Linked DNA regions of Sus scrofa: region 1 is linked to region 2. Evidence: chromatin contacts called from public Hi-C data. All regions are on one chromosome and are shown on one strand. Each heading gives the region's core, a stretch centred on a gene start, on an enhancer-like site or on the middle of the called end of the contact. The rest is flanking DNA. Distances are from core to core; before and after follow the strand shown. Region 1 overlaps ICA1 (islet cell autoantigen 1). Region 2 overlaps UMAD1 (UBAP1-MVB12-associated (UMA)-domain containing protein 1).

Region 1 (6,919 bases), core at 3,671-6,170, 440 kb after region 2:
ATCAACTATACTTCAACAAAATATATTTTAAAGAAAAGTAACCATACTAAACTTCATGACAAGGAAGAATAAGAATAAATATGAAGTCCAAAATTGATCATGAATTACAATAAAAATAATGTTAAGTGCCATTTTAAGAAAGTTAAATATTTGTATTATTTAATGAATCATGGCTCAAAAGTCTCACTGGATATTTTGGACAGGAACTAATATCAAGGACCTTTTGGCATGGACCAAATGTCTCAATAGAGATTTTGGACAGACCCAAATGTCCTGCAAGGCTTGGGTCCTACCCAGACCTACTGAATCAGAAAGCAAGATGGGGCTCAGCCATATGTTTTAACGAGTTTTCCAAGTGATTGATTGCGTTCATGCTAAAGTTTGAGAACCAGCCTCCTGGAGTGGAAAGGTTAATAGCATACTCTTTGAAGTCAGAAAAATCTGGGTTCAAATATTTGCACTTAGACTTACTGTCTCTGTGACCTGGAACAAGGTCATTTAACCGTAGCCTCAATTTCCAAATTAGTAAACAGAGACATGGTACCTTTCAGGCCTACTGTAGGGATTAAATGAGGAAATGTCCAAGATGGGATCTGCAGTGTAGGGACATCAAACATACAGTGCTTGGAGCATTGTAAGCACTTGGGAACTAGAGTTTGTTATTCTTCCAAGCATGGAAAACCCTGTGTTCAATGTTGTAGAAAATTCTGTGCTAATCAGACATGGCTTCTTTCTTCAAGAACTTCAGGCTGGAAGCAAAGTTACACTATCATACGAAAAATCATGATACAAAGTAGAAAGTGTTAGGTGGCAAGAGAGTGGGTGCAAAATGCCCTGGGAGATTAAAAAGTAAACAAAGCACATATAAGTTGGTTTTTAAAAAAGAAGCTTTTGGGTAAGCACAGGTCAAGGGAAGGACATTCCAGATGAAAGGAGTAGGGGGAGGAGGCAGGGAATTATGGGATACTTAGTTTGGCTAAGGGGATAGCAATAGGGTGACCACATAATTTACCGTCCAAATAGGGGATTTTGCAAGTGAAAGGGGACATCATTCATAGTTAAGGTGGGACAACAGATTTAAAGGGGACCACACCAGACACACCATGCATGTGGTCAGCCTGGAAAACAGGCTGTTGGGAAGATGAGTATTGGAAATAGGGATGGAAAATGGGATGGATTTGTTCAGCGATGGGTCCCTCATGACAGGCTGAGGGCTCTGCTTCTTAAGCAAAGGAGCTGCTGAAAGTCCTGATCAGCCAAGTGACCACACCATCGAGAGGGTGTTTGGGAAGATTACTTTGCCACTACTGCGGAGGCTGCTGCAAGAATGGAGATGGGGGGAATGGATGAGAGAGAGATTTCTGGAAATGATGAGACTTTGAAACCAAATAAATGTGTCTAACAGGGAAAGGGAGAAGTCAAACCTGAAGTTAATATTTCAAGCCTATGTCAACAAAAAACAAGAAGGTGAGGAAAAGGGGTGGGTCGGGGGAAGTGACATCAATTCACTCTAGACATAAGGCATTCAGTTTGATGGGCTCTCTTACCTCAACATGTGACTGGGGAAACAAGACAAGCAGTTAGAATTGAGTTATTATTTCAGTAATCCTCTCTCCATCTCTCAAATGACAAGCCACTCAATGCCTTAATATAACATATGGGTTCTGCGGGGTTTTTTTTGTATTTCTTTTATTTTAAGAATACTTAAAAGCAGGCAATGATGAATGCTTGTGTCATGCTCAATATGGACTGGATTCTAAGTTCTTTGCCAATATATACAAATATTATAGATTTAATCCTCATAAGAATCTTATGAGATTAATACAATTAATAGTATTTTCCCCATTTTCAGATAAAGACACTGAGGCACTAGAAATTAAGAGACCTGCCCAAGATTATACTGCTATTAAGTGGTGGGGCCCCAGATAGAACCTAGGAGAGTCAGGTTGGAAACTGCATCCCTCATCACGCTGCCAGGCAGTTTCTTATATTTTAGACATCCTAATGGAACCTGACGGAATTGGGATCGGATGACTATTGTCTAAAACTTTCCTGGGAGGGTTTGTTATTTATATGAAAAGAAAAGTTTTTGAGGCATCATTTCCTGTTTTAATTATCAAACTGTTGTCATAGGTACAACATAAATAGAATGCCTAACTCTTCTAATATTTCTAAATAACAGATATTCAGGTATAAGAGAGTATAAAAAAGGTTGTCACGATTTCATAACACACAGTGACATGTTTATTTGGTTTCTAAGTCTCGTCAGTTCTACCCTGGAAACCTCTCATCTATTTCTTCCTTTTCATTCGTGTAGCAGCCTACACAGAGCTACCAAAGTAATCTTCCCCTCCAAATACTTTTACCACAGTTACTTCCTTGCTCAGGAACTTTCATGATGACATAATTTCATAATGTCAGATACCAAGGCACAGAGTCAAGATTCTAACCCAAACCACCATATTATATCACCTTTTGGAATCACCTTCCTTGGTACTATTTTTAATAGTGAGTGTGTGGTTAAGGGTGTAGCCTCCCAGGGATGTTCAGCAGAAGCAGATCAGGGATTATAAATACGGGCGGGTGGTGGGGGGGCAGGCAGGAGGTGCTGGGCCTTAAGAACCATTTTGGGGGTGAAGAATTTGTTTTAAATGTGAGACTACCACAGGGATGGCAATGCAAGAGGTCAGGGCAGGAAAGGCTCCGAGGAGGGGGAGAGGGAGCCTTTTAGGCTGTGGTTCACCAGGGCAGGGAAGAAGGCAGCATTCAGGGCAGCACTCATAGGAATCAAGCCTATGGTTCTGGCAGGACCGTGCCCAACATTCCACCTCTCAGGGTTGGGAGGAGGAGGGAAAGACTCTCCCAGGAGAGGCCAGGGGACCAAGCTGAAGTGTTAGAACAGTGGATGAAGAAGCCATGCTTGCCAGTAAACCAGCTTTGGTTGACTGAGCAGAGGAGAGAATTAAAGCAGGAGAGACAAGGCAGGAGCAAACAGGGGAGGCAGTCCCTCTTTGAGGGGGTCTTCATGGATTTAGATGCCACCCTCCTGAGTGTTCATAACATGCAGGGATCATCTCACAGCATAGTTACGTTACAAGCATTTGCTTAGACATTTGTTTCCCCTGCTAAACACTGAGTTCCTAGGATCCGTCTTATTTGACTGTATTCCTAACACTTAGCCCAGAATCTGGCACAAAGCGGGTGCCTTAAGTAAAATGCCAGTGAGTGACTGACTGAATGAACGAATGAATGAAACAAGGGTAGAGCTCTAGAAGGAGGCTTATGGCTCATTAGTCCAGTCCTATTGTTTTACTGTTTTGCAGAGAGGTTAAAAGGCTTACAAGGCCTCACTGGGGGAAGGGAGGGGTTAGTGCTAGAGTTGTCCCCAGAACCCAGAACTTGTGGCCACCCTTCCTTCTCCTCCCCGTGCTAGGAGCCTGGAGCCAGCTCCCACAGTTATCTAATGTTTGTTGGCTCCGTGTTGGGAATGAACAATACATTTTCCCATGGAGACAGGATTTTTTTTTTCTTCTTCTTCTTCTTTTTTTTTTGTTGTTGTTGTTTTTTAAATCGTGGTTCGGTTCCCAGGTCAGGCCACAAAAGCCTATTTACCCCATAGCTGAGCTCAGCTACAAAACCAGCGATAGCGCTGAGGCCTCACTGAACCCCCAGCACACAGTCTGGCGGGCAGGTGGGCAGCTGGCTCTGCAGGAGGGAGGGCAGAGCTCCCTTGAGCTGATCAGGAGCCCGGGGCGGGGGCTGGACAGGGGGCCCGGGGCAGCAGCTGCAGGAGGCTAGGCAGCCTCTGAATGCCTTGGTGGTTCTTAAGTGGATTGTTTGTAAGTTGGGAACTGTCTGTACTTAGAAAGGCGGATTTCAAGAGGTAGGGGATCCTATTTCACTTGAAGGCTCACAGTAATGAGGGTTCTTTATTCGTAATGAGGTAGCCACTAATTGGAGGGACAGGCTCAGGAGGTCTGTTGGAATTTTGTACTCCTGGACCAGAACTGAGTAATATTATGCAGTAGCCAGGCAACCCCTGACTTGTGCATAAAATTCATATAAAAATCTACCATGAAGTGCCTATTTGACATTCACTGTGTTCATTATTAATAATGATAATAACAGGGTGGCTTATACACAGCATTAAACTGAGAAAGTGAATGAATTCTCAGTTTCCTCAAGTCCCCCCACCCCCACCCCCGCCCCAGCCAGATTAGGAACATTTGGAAAATCCTTACTCTCAGAGTGGGCTGAAAGCTTTCATATTTACCCTGAGGAGACATGGCTCCAGTTTCTAAGGGCTTGTCCAAGAGATGATCTCTTTCCTTCCTCCGCCTCCTCAGAGGCAGAAACATTCCACAAACTCATAACTGTTCTGAAAGCAAATGTATGAAAGAAAAAGAGAAGCAAATGTACCAAAAAAAAAAAATGGTGTTACTGGAACTGAAAAAGTTACAGTAGGTGAATCAATTATAACAAGGTAACATAGTAAACCTTCCTGGACTTAACGAAACTACATTGATCACTTACAGTAGAATGTTCTGGTGCCCCCTGGAGGATCCTAAAACCTATCAAAACTGGTTATTTAGTACTTTTCTTCAGAGGTCTTAGAAAATCTTACAGAGACATGGTGCTTCTCCTCCCAGGCTCCAACCAACTGAACCTGACTCAGTCACATGTAGGGGGACAGAGCAGGCACTAAATCGATCATTTAAAAGGTTTTACCCACACTAAGTTTATCATTAGACTTTAGGTTTTTGAATCAACAACAGAATATTTTTGGTTTGTGAAGTTTCTAAGTCTGACAGTGCAAAGTTCACAGTTCCATGTGCAATCTCTCAATTCTTCTGGGCTGAAGTGTTTACTGAACAAGGAAGTTTGCTTCTGTGAACCTTGCTTTGTTTTGCACAGACAGTCTGGAAAGTTAAACATTTAGCTTCTAAAATGTTACTGCACTGGCATTCCTCAGGGACCTGACTCCAGTATGAGGATGACTAAATGGCCATCAGAGTTGTTTATTCCATAGCTACAGAGCAGTCAGCAGATGTGAGGAACCACTGTCTGACTCCAGTAAGCTCCAATAATAATAAACTCCAATAATCTAACAGGATTATAGCTGCCCATCCGCCCTCCCTAACCCCCAATTTATACAAGAGTGACTAAAATCACTATCTTGGTGCATAAGATCATGGATATCAGCCAGCCCTAGATCGTAACATCTGAAAGACACAGACCAGGTTTCACTTAATTTGCAAAGATTCATGCCGGCACACTATTGTTAACTACTGCAGTAATGGTTACAGTATAAATACCATATTATATGTAGAATTAATATAAACTTCTGCTGTCACCTTTTTTTCAGTGTCATTTCACCATGTACCAAAACTTAATTTCTTGATTTGAATATTATTATAAAGCAATGTATTAAAGTTCAAACCATGAAGTCATCAAACATAATTTCAGACTTCCAGAAAAGCTGCAAGAACTCTTTGTACTCCTAGATACACTTCACCTAGATTCTCAAAACGTCAACATTTATGACACTGTCTTTCCTTTTTCTAAATACACATTAACATATACATTTTTTTCCTCAACTGTTTCAGTTGTGGACATAATGTTCTTTTGTGTTTCCTCAATATTTCACTTTGTATTTCCTAAAAATGAGTCCTCTTAGATAAACAGTATAATTATTGAAATCAGGAAATTAACATTGAGGTAATTATTATCTAACTGACAAAACTTTATTGAGGTTTTATCCATTGTCACAATATTTTTTATAGCAAAAGAAAATCTAAAATCACACACAGCATTTAGTCATCATGGTTTTTCAGTCTCCTTTAATCTGATGGTTCCTGAGTCTGTCTTTGTACAGACCTAGTGTTTCACAGAATGTCCCACTTTTTGGATGGTCCTATGTGTCCTCATGACCAGATTAAGGTTGTGCACCCCTGGCAGCACACTGCAAACATGGTTCTGGTATTTTCCCTATGCAACATGTTAGGGGGCACATACTGTTGGTCAGTCCCATTCACAGCAATGTTAACTTTAATCTTTTTGTTAGAGTGGTGTTCCTCCAATTTCTCCAAAGGGATATGCTTGGAGACAATGTAAACATCCTATTCTTAAACTTTCATCTCTCAGTTTTAGTATTCATGGATAATTCTTGATTGACTGTATCAGTTATTATTATTATTATTATTGCCTTTTTAGCCACCCTCCCTGGCACATGGAGGTTCCCAGGCTAGGTATCTAATCGGAGCTGTAGCCACCAGCCTATGCCAGAGCCACAGCAATGTGGGATCTGAGGCACGTTGGCAACCTACACCCCAGCTCATGGCAACACGGGATCTTCAACCCACTGAGCGAGGCCACGGATTGAACGCATGTCCTCATGGATGCTAGTTGGGTTCGTTAACCCCTGAGCCATGACAGGAACTCCTGCGTCAATTATTTTTATGATGGCTTGGCAAAAGAGGATTTTCTAAGTCCATCATTCCTTCTATATGTATTAGCGAGCTTTCTAGTAAAGCTTTCCCTTCTTCCTTATTTATCTGTTTACATGTTTGTTTATAAGAGTGTAGCTCATGGATCCTTACTTTACTCAAGAACATCAAGTTTACTAACATTATTTATTTAAATTAGTCATTTATTTTAATGATTAAATTATACCAGATTTGTCCTATGGGAGTCCCTTAAAGCTAGTTCCTTGTCATTCTGCAATGTCCTTGCATTCTTTAAGCACATTCTTACTTTGGGGCATAACAAGGTGTTCTAATTCTTTCCCTGCCCCAATTTGGAATTCAGCTATTTCTCCACAGAGCCCTGATTCCTTTTAATGGAGAACAGGGTATATAGAAACAAAGATCTTGGCTCTATGTAGGCCCACTGCTACTGGGATGCAATTGCTTCCAGGACA
Region 2 (7,435 bases), core at 4,093-6,592:
TCTTCCTTACCTTTAACAAAACCTTTTGATCCTGGTATTATCAAAGTTATTATGAAGTTACTGTAGAACTGTAGGCTTAAGTTAGAACATTTCTTCTGAGCTATTTTCCCTATTCTGTAATCCTGGGGAGACTGTGGTTAACTCATGGACTTTGGGAGCTGAGTCTGCTGTAGTGTGATTTGGGGAAAGCTGGGTCAGATTCAACCATCACATTTACCCTAGTCTGGATGTGAATCTCCTTAGTTCCCAGAAATTCTCTGGTTCCTATATCTTGAGGATGTAGCTAGCTTTTATTATTGTTAAGAGTTTTTATTTTAACTTAAGACCTTTAGATTGGAACCCTTAAATTCATGAATATGGGGATATTATGCTTTTAAAATTATCTTCCCTATTCAGTTAAGCTATATTTTGGTGCTTTTAACTTTCCAGGGTTAAGTTTCTCTGCTAATTGGCTTTCACCTAAGTAAATTCAAAAAAATTGTCATTCTCCATTGTATAGAAAAGTATATAAATGTTACTGTATATATGAAGTTTCATCATAAATACCCAAGAGCATGAGGAATATGATTAAAATGAAGCTCCTTACCACATCATCATACTGAAACCAAATACCCGCCTAAAAGGCTTTTATAACCTTTGTTGTTTTCCATTTTCCCCTTTAAAATGCATTAGTTACCTATCATTTCCATTACTTTGCATTGCCACCTTACATATCTTTTGGTTATTGAAGCAAAATGATATGCCAGTTAACTTTATTTTTTTATCCCAAAAGCAATAGTTTTAATCCCAAATGCAGTAATTAAAAATTCTTTGTCATCTCCCAAAATTTTCAGGAAATCGCTAAGACCTAAGACTCTGATACAAAAAAGCATTTTCATTCAATTCGAACTGTATTATATAGTAAACATAAGATTATGAAGTGTTTTACTTATACTACTAAAAGTATGCTTAATGAATATGATGTGAATGGGTTGGTGTTATTTTTGTAGTTTCTATCATGCAACACTTGGGTTTCATAAAACCCATGGTGTATAAACATTTCCAGGAATACACCAAATGAATTACTATTTATTAGGTAATGATTTGTCCGCAAAGAGTGATTATACCTTAAATGAATATCATTGCAAGGTCAGCCAAAGAGGAAAGTTGATCAGATTTGAAGGAAAGATATCATAATATACAGCTAATTTTTTTTTCTTCAAGCTTTTTTTTTTTTTTAATTTATCACATCTGTAGTTGTATAATGATCATAACAATCTGATTTCACAGGATTTCCATCCCACAGCCCAAGCACATCCACCCACCCCCCCAAACTGTCTCCTCTGGAGACCATAAGTTTTTCAATGTCTGTGAGTCAGCATCTGTTTTGCAAAGAAGTTCAGTCTGTCCTTTTTTTCAGATTCCACATGTCAGTGAAAGCGTTTGATGTTGGTGTCTCATTGTATGGCTGATAATATACAGCTAATTGTTAAAGGTACAGTATATTTGCATATATTGTACCTTAAAATAGATAACAAAAATATATACTCTGTACTGAAGACTAGAAACTGAAGACTTCTGCAAACTTTTTTTTTTTTTTTAAAAAACCCGATATTTATTTATTTTTTTGTCTTTTTTTGCTATTTCTTTGGGCCGCTCACGCGGCATATGGAGATTCCCAGGCTAGGGGTCCAATCGGAGCTGCAGCCACCAACCTACGCCAGAGCCACAGCAACACTGGATCCGAGCCGTGTCTGCAACCTACACCACAGCTCACGGCAATGCCGGGTCTTAACCCACTGAGCAAGGGCAGGGACCGAACCCGCAACCTCATGGTTCCTAGTCAGATTCATTAACCACTGCGCCACGACGGGAACTCCCTTCTGCAAACTTTTAAGGCCACTTTTAGTTTGTTACACACTCTTTCTTTCCTTTTTTTTTAATTCAGGGCCATTCCTGCAGCATATGGAAGTTTTCAGGCTAGGGGTCAAATCAAATCAGAGGTGCAGCTGAAACATACACCACAGGCACAGCAACACCAGATCCGAGCCACGTCTACGACCTGTGCCACAGCTTGCAGGAACAAGGGACCCTTAACCTACTGAAGGAGGCCAGGGATCAAATCTGTACCCTCACGGACACCATGATGAATTCTAAAACTGCTGTGCCACAACAGGAACTCCTGTTATATATATTTCTTGAAGAACCAGTAGGAAAGATCCCGCATCCTTTTCTCTAGATTTGAATCTCTGCAGAACTAATTCCTACAAAGGCAGTTTTGCTTATGTTGATCCAAAAGTCTTATTCCTAGTCTCCCCAAAGGCTGCCTCACTTAAATTGGGATGTCTTGGGGACACTCACAAATTATCTGCCATAGAATTTTTGCCGTAGAAGTCGTGTTCCTGAAGTTTTGCTGTCATTAGGAATGGATCTCTCATTACCTGTCCATGATTGGAGAATTTCTTTCTCTGATAAAATCTTTATTTTTCCTGGTAAAGGGGGAACTGTGGTCCTTACTACAAAGTGCTTTGCCATTTAGTGAGAGAGGGTGGTATTTTGAACATTGTCCTTCGCAGTGACTGCAGTGCCTTCTCTTGCAACAACAGCTCTCTGATTACAGTGGCATTCTCTGTATTCCTAGTAGTTCATGCTGCACTGAAATCCTGATAGAAGTTAGTCTTTTCTCTCTTCAGTTCCCAGATGTATGCTGCTTACTATGACTTGAGAAACTTGGTCTTTGAAGATGTCTCTTGGTCAAATCCACTTCCTGACACTGATTGCTTTGGAGTTTTGAAGCTCTGTTTTAAGATTGCTCCATGTTTTTCTCCTAAGTTCTAGCTCTTGTGCTAAACTATGGATCCTTAGTTATAGCTCCATTTTTCCATCTCCAGGTTTGATGAAGGTAGATTTAAATGCTTCTTCACCTGCTGAGTTTCTAGTTGTCCTTAGGTGGAGGACTTCTGCTTCTTTAGATTACGTCTGTTCACTCAATACTTTCTAATATCCAGTTGTCTTTCTTTTATTCTAGAGTGCTCTTCAAGTGATCTTATTGATGTGCATCATAGCCCTCATTTACTTGTTTTCATTTCACGAATCATGTTTGTCTTCATCTCATCTGATTCCTATAAGTATTTCTTCTAAACGTTATTCTTTTTTTAAAGAGTTCCCAGAATCCTATAATCCTTTTCTTAATGTCTTCCTATAGAGCGACAGGGCAAAAGAGGAAGCAATAGCCTTGTTCCTCATTGTGTTAAGATGGGAATCACTGTGATCCTCTAAATGTTTACTATCCAGAAGGCAGATGTCATCCTCTACCAATGTGTCCAGGACTCTTGGCGCCTGGCTTCCAGTGGCCATCCACAGAGCAGGCCACTTTCCATTCAAGCTGAAAACAGCAGGGGTGGCTGGAGGTCACCATGCCTCAGTTTTCCCCATAGACCCTGCTACTCATCCAGCCATGGCAGCTTCCTGGCTCCATGAGGGCGTTCCTTTCCTTCAGTGGCTGCACCTCTGCCCACCAGCTTCTCTAAAGCTACTTTTTGAGAGTCCTTTCGTCTTTTGCAGAGAAAGGAGCTAGGTTCACAAAATGCATGTCATTTTTGTATGTTAATTTGGGAGGTAACCCCACTGTCTAGTGAGTCAAACATCTAGAGTCGAACCTCAGCTCTACTTGACCACCGGGACAGTAGTGAGTTAATGAACCTCTCTGGGCTTCAGTTTGCTCAGCTGTGAAAGGAGGATGATGACATGGTCTCAGTAGGCTGCTGTGACATTTAGGTTCAATAACTCATATAAAATACTTGGCCCAGCACGGGGATGGAATGGTGCTCCCTCAACAACAATTTCTCCTTCTCTCCAGCAGAAAGCTGGGGTTTCTGCCCAACTGCACCCTCAGTTCTTATATCTGGGCTTTGTTTTGTGTTGTCTGTTATTTAATCTCCAGAGCAAATCGTATTTCATCACATTGTGGGATCAAAAGCCTGCAGAAAACAAACCACCACCATAGAAAAGATGAAAAAGAAAAATCAATGGGAAATACTCAGCATTACTTGATTCACTTTATTTATGATAGTTTTTTTGATGAGACACCAACGGTTGTACTATTATTTTAATGTATGTATTCAGATCTATAAAGTTTTAATTACCCTTATATTTTCATCTAGTAGAAAGTGATTGTTTCTGCTTTGTTTACCTATAAGTTTTTGCTGAATTGATCTCCTTGAAGCTTATCATATTGTCTTTTTATATATAGAACTTAAGAAAGAGTATGGAATGTGGGGAGGTGACATGATTTTATAGGAGCCAAATTTTAGGATAAAATGTAGAAACACTATAATAATAAGGCTGGTACATTTGCTTTTAAAAAACTAATCCCGAATGTTTTCTTTTTCTTGAAATGAGGTTTGTTTCCTTGACTTTGCATCTCATTTCTTTTGCATGCACTCAGTAAGCATCTATAGGTTTGCTGTACAGAATTCATCTGGGGGTTTAATCTAGGCTTTCTTTACTGAATGCTAATTCATGCTTGATAGGGGCCAGGCCTGAGGAATCCTTTTGGCCAACTGGACCAAATAATTTCCTGCAAGTTATCTGTGGTAAGTATAGTGGAAAGTCCAGTGATAACAGTCCTTCTAGTGGCCAGGAGTTTGGCCTCTGGAGGTCTTTAGACCTGAGTCCAGATCTGTCTCACAAAACATTAATTAGTTGTCAGTCTGGGAGAGTTACTTACTATCTTTATGCCTCTGTTTTCCTATCTGTAAAATGGAATAATATTGCCTAATTTATCAGATTGTTGTAAAGATGAAATGGTATAATACATGTCAAAAGTTTAGCCCAGCATTTGCTTATACTAAGTCTTCCAGAAACCTTGGCCATTATTTTGTGATGGAAAACCCAGTGTAATAAAACTTTTTCTTATTGGTCACCTCAAAACAAAACCACAACATGTTTTTCTTATTATCAATTGAGATAATGAATTCTAAAGCCAAGTTAATAGAAAAATGTCATTTTGATACATACAGGATTATATTTATTTTGAATTGATAAGCATCTATAGAATGTTAAACAGTAGTAAGCTATTGAAATAATTAAACCAGTTTCTGAAAGATGTTTAACAAGTGACCAAGGTCTAGTGTAGGCATTGGGAGAATTGAAATTTTTCCAGTATGGGATCTGACTTGCTGAACTTGAAAATGAAGCAAACAAAACAGAAGTTTGTTCTCCCTGCACCCTTAATGCCAAAAACTAAATCATCGCTGTGTTTATCAAGTCGTAGAGTTTAAATCATCTCTATTTGAGTTGGCTACCTCAGCGTTATATTTGATGCTTAACCACTGGTTCAAGCAGGACCTGCTAATATTTAATAGACTGTTGTTCAAGGTCAGTTGACACTAGGTTGTTATGTCAGTGTTAAAGCATTGCACAACAATATGGCTGTATAAAAACTTCCACTAAACAATGAATATCAGTGAACTTTATTTGTCCTTATAACCAAATATGCCATAGTTTATGGTTATGTAACCAAATGCTCTCCCTCAAGAAAGTTTCCTTGCTTTGGCTTTACCAATAATTTGCCCTTTTTAGGGGCTGTGGCTATTTAGCAACAAAACACATAGGTATTTCTGTGTTTTTCCTGCTTTCTTATTTTCTACAGGCCAGAATTGCTGGCCATTGTCCACTTTGGGATACCTAAATGGTAAAATTCCAGTGTTTCTTGTACACCTGCTGTGTGCAGTTGCCTTGACAAGACTGTATTTGAAATTAGATGATAGCTGCTGACGGTTAAGCCATTGGCTTTAGGGTCAGCATTCCCAGGTGAAGTGGAGAATAGGAAAGGAAATAAAAAGGAGACAGGTTGTAGGGAATGAAACCTTGTTTGGATTCCTTAAAGAACTGGCAGGAATTTTAGGGAAAAAGGTTTAATTTTACTTCTCAGCACCATTATTCAGGTACAATATTTGAACAAATTATAAACTTAAAAAATTTTATTTTATTGAAGTATGGCTGATTTATAATGTATTAATTTCTGCTGTATATGCTTTTAAAATCAGTGAAGTGTTATGTCATTGTTCCATAGGTACTCCTTAAATAGCGTCAATTAATGTATTTTTAAAGTAGGAAGTCAGCATAGTTTATTAAAATATTTTTAATCTGACGTACCACAGATGAGACCATATAAATACTTATTAATGAACTCCTGTCTCAGCAGGCATTTGAGGTTTAATCTTGGTCAATTTATATCTCACTCTCATTACCTTTCCTGGTCCTTGTGACATTCACTGTTTTGTCAGTAAGTTCTTATGACTTCTTGTGAGATCTGGCATTTTTCCTCATTCCTAACACCTGCCTTTTCATGCAGTACTTAAAAACAAACAAACAAACAAAAACAACCAAAAACAAAAAACAAAAAAAAAAAACCCGAGAGAGACAGTTCTTTGTGGGAAGCATCTGTAGCTCAACAAGTATTTCTTTGAAGTAATTATTTACTCTTGTATGATATGGTTTAACCTTGGCCTCTTTGCTGTCTAAAAACAGAAATGTTTTTGAAACTTAAATTTTTCTCAATCAGTTTTGTCAAGGAAGCTAATTGGTGTTCCGCATGACATAGCAAGTCAAGCAATACCTTTGGAAAATCTGGATATTTACATTAGGATCAAAAGCACTTAGTATTTCTTAAAATTTAAATGTAAAAAAATGAAAACTGTGCGTCCGTACTAATCAAGATATTTCATGATCTTCAGAGAAATTATAGGATTTTAAAATTGCCAGTTTGAAAAACTTATGGTCTCTGGAGGAGACAGTTTGGGGGGTGGGGGGATGTGCTTGGGCTGTGGGATGGAAATCCTGTGAAATCAGATTGTTACGATCATTATACAACTACAGATGTGATAAATTCATTTGAGTAATTAAAAAAATAATAAAATAAAATAAAATTGCCAGTTTGGATTGATGATAAATTCATGAAGAGTAAAAGAAGTGATCCAACTTGTCATTGATTGGTTGGAGAAACTTGAGGATGTTCAGATTCTACATATTTGTCTACGCAAAGAGGACTATGGAAGTTAGCCAGGCCTGGACTGAAGAGAAGACTGAGTAAACTTTACAGTTCCTCTGTCAGTGGGGAAAACAGGAAGGCACCTTAGTCAAGGCTGTTTGCATCTGATTATTATATTGCAAACCTCTCCCCCCTTAATTGCTAAAAATTCTTGAAATCCTGGAATTGATCCTACTTTCAAGGCATGAGGCAAATTTGAAATTCTGAGCAGTGGGCTAATACTTATCATTTGAAAACTGGTCAGTAGCAGCTTTTAATAGAAAGCAAAGAATTCTAGTATTTGCTCCAAATCCATATTTTTTTGTGTGTGTTCACCTCAAAGGATGTTTTGTGAGAATTCATATCTATTCTTTATAATAACAACCTTTAAAAGTTCTCTATTCCCTACCCAAATATATGTGC

What was found. A called contact is a pair of places that touch in the nucleus more often than the background predicts.
Region 1: a contact with region 2 is called in a Hi-C map of liver, with 1.6 times the contacts expected there. The contact joins two enhancer-like sites. A contact is called at or near these places in 3 of 47 Hi-C or Micro-C datasets (liver and skeletal muscle).

Annotation. Positions count from the first base shown.
Region 1 is chr9:78,430,896-78,437,814 of Sscrofa11.1, forward strand. The region is part of intron 6 of ICA1 (islet cell autoantigen 1); the gene reads right to left. Among named protein-coding and RNA genes, the nearest start is that of ICA1, 81 kb to the right of the region's middle. Within about 2 kb of position 4,921, at least 24 of the 83 cell types and tissues checked have an H3K27ac peak or open chromatin away from gene starts, as enhancers often do. A contact at or near this core is called in liver, where this site is marked.
Region 2 is chr9:77,990,474-77,997,908 of Sscrofa11.1, forward strand. All of the region lies in intron 2 of UMAD1 (UBAP1-MVB12-associated (UMA)-domain containing protein 1), which reads left to right. Among named protein-coding and RNA genes, the nearest start is that of UMAD1, 79 kb to the left of the region's middle. Within about 2 kb of position 5,343, at least 8 of the 83 cell types and tissues checked have an H3K27ac peak or open chromatin away from gene starts, as enhancers often do. A contact at or near this core is called in liver, where this site is marked.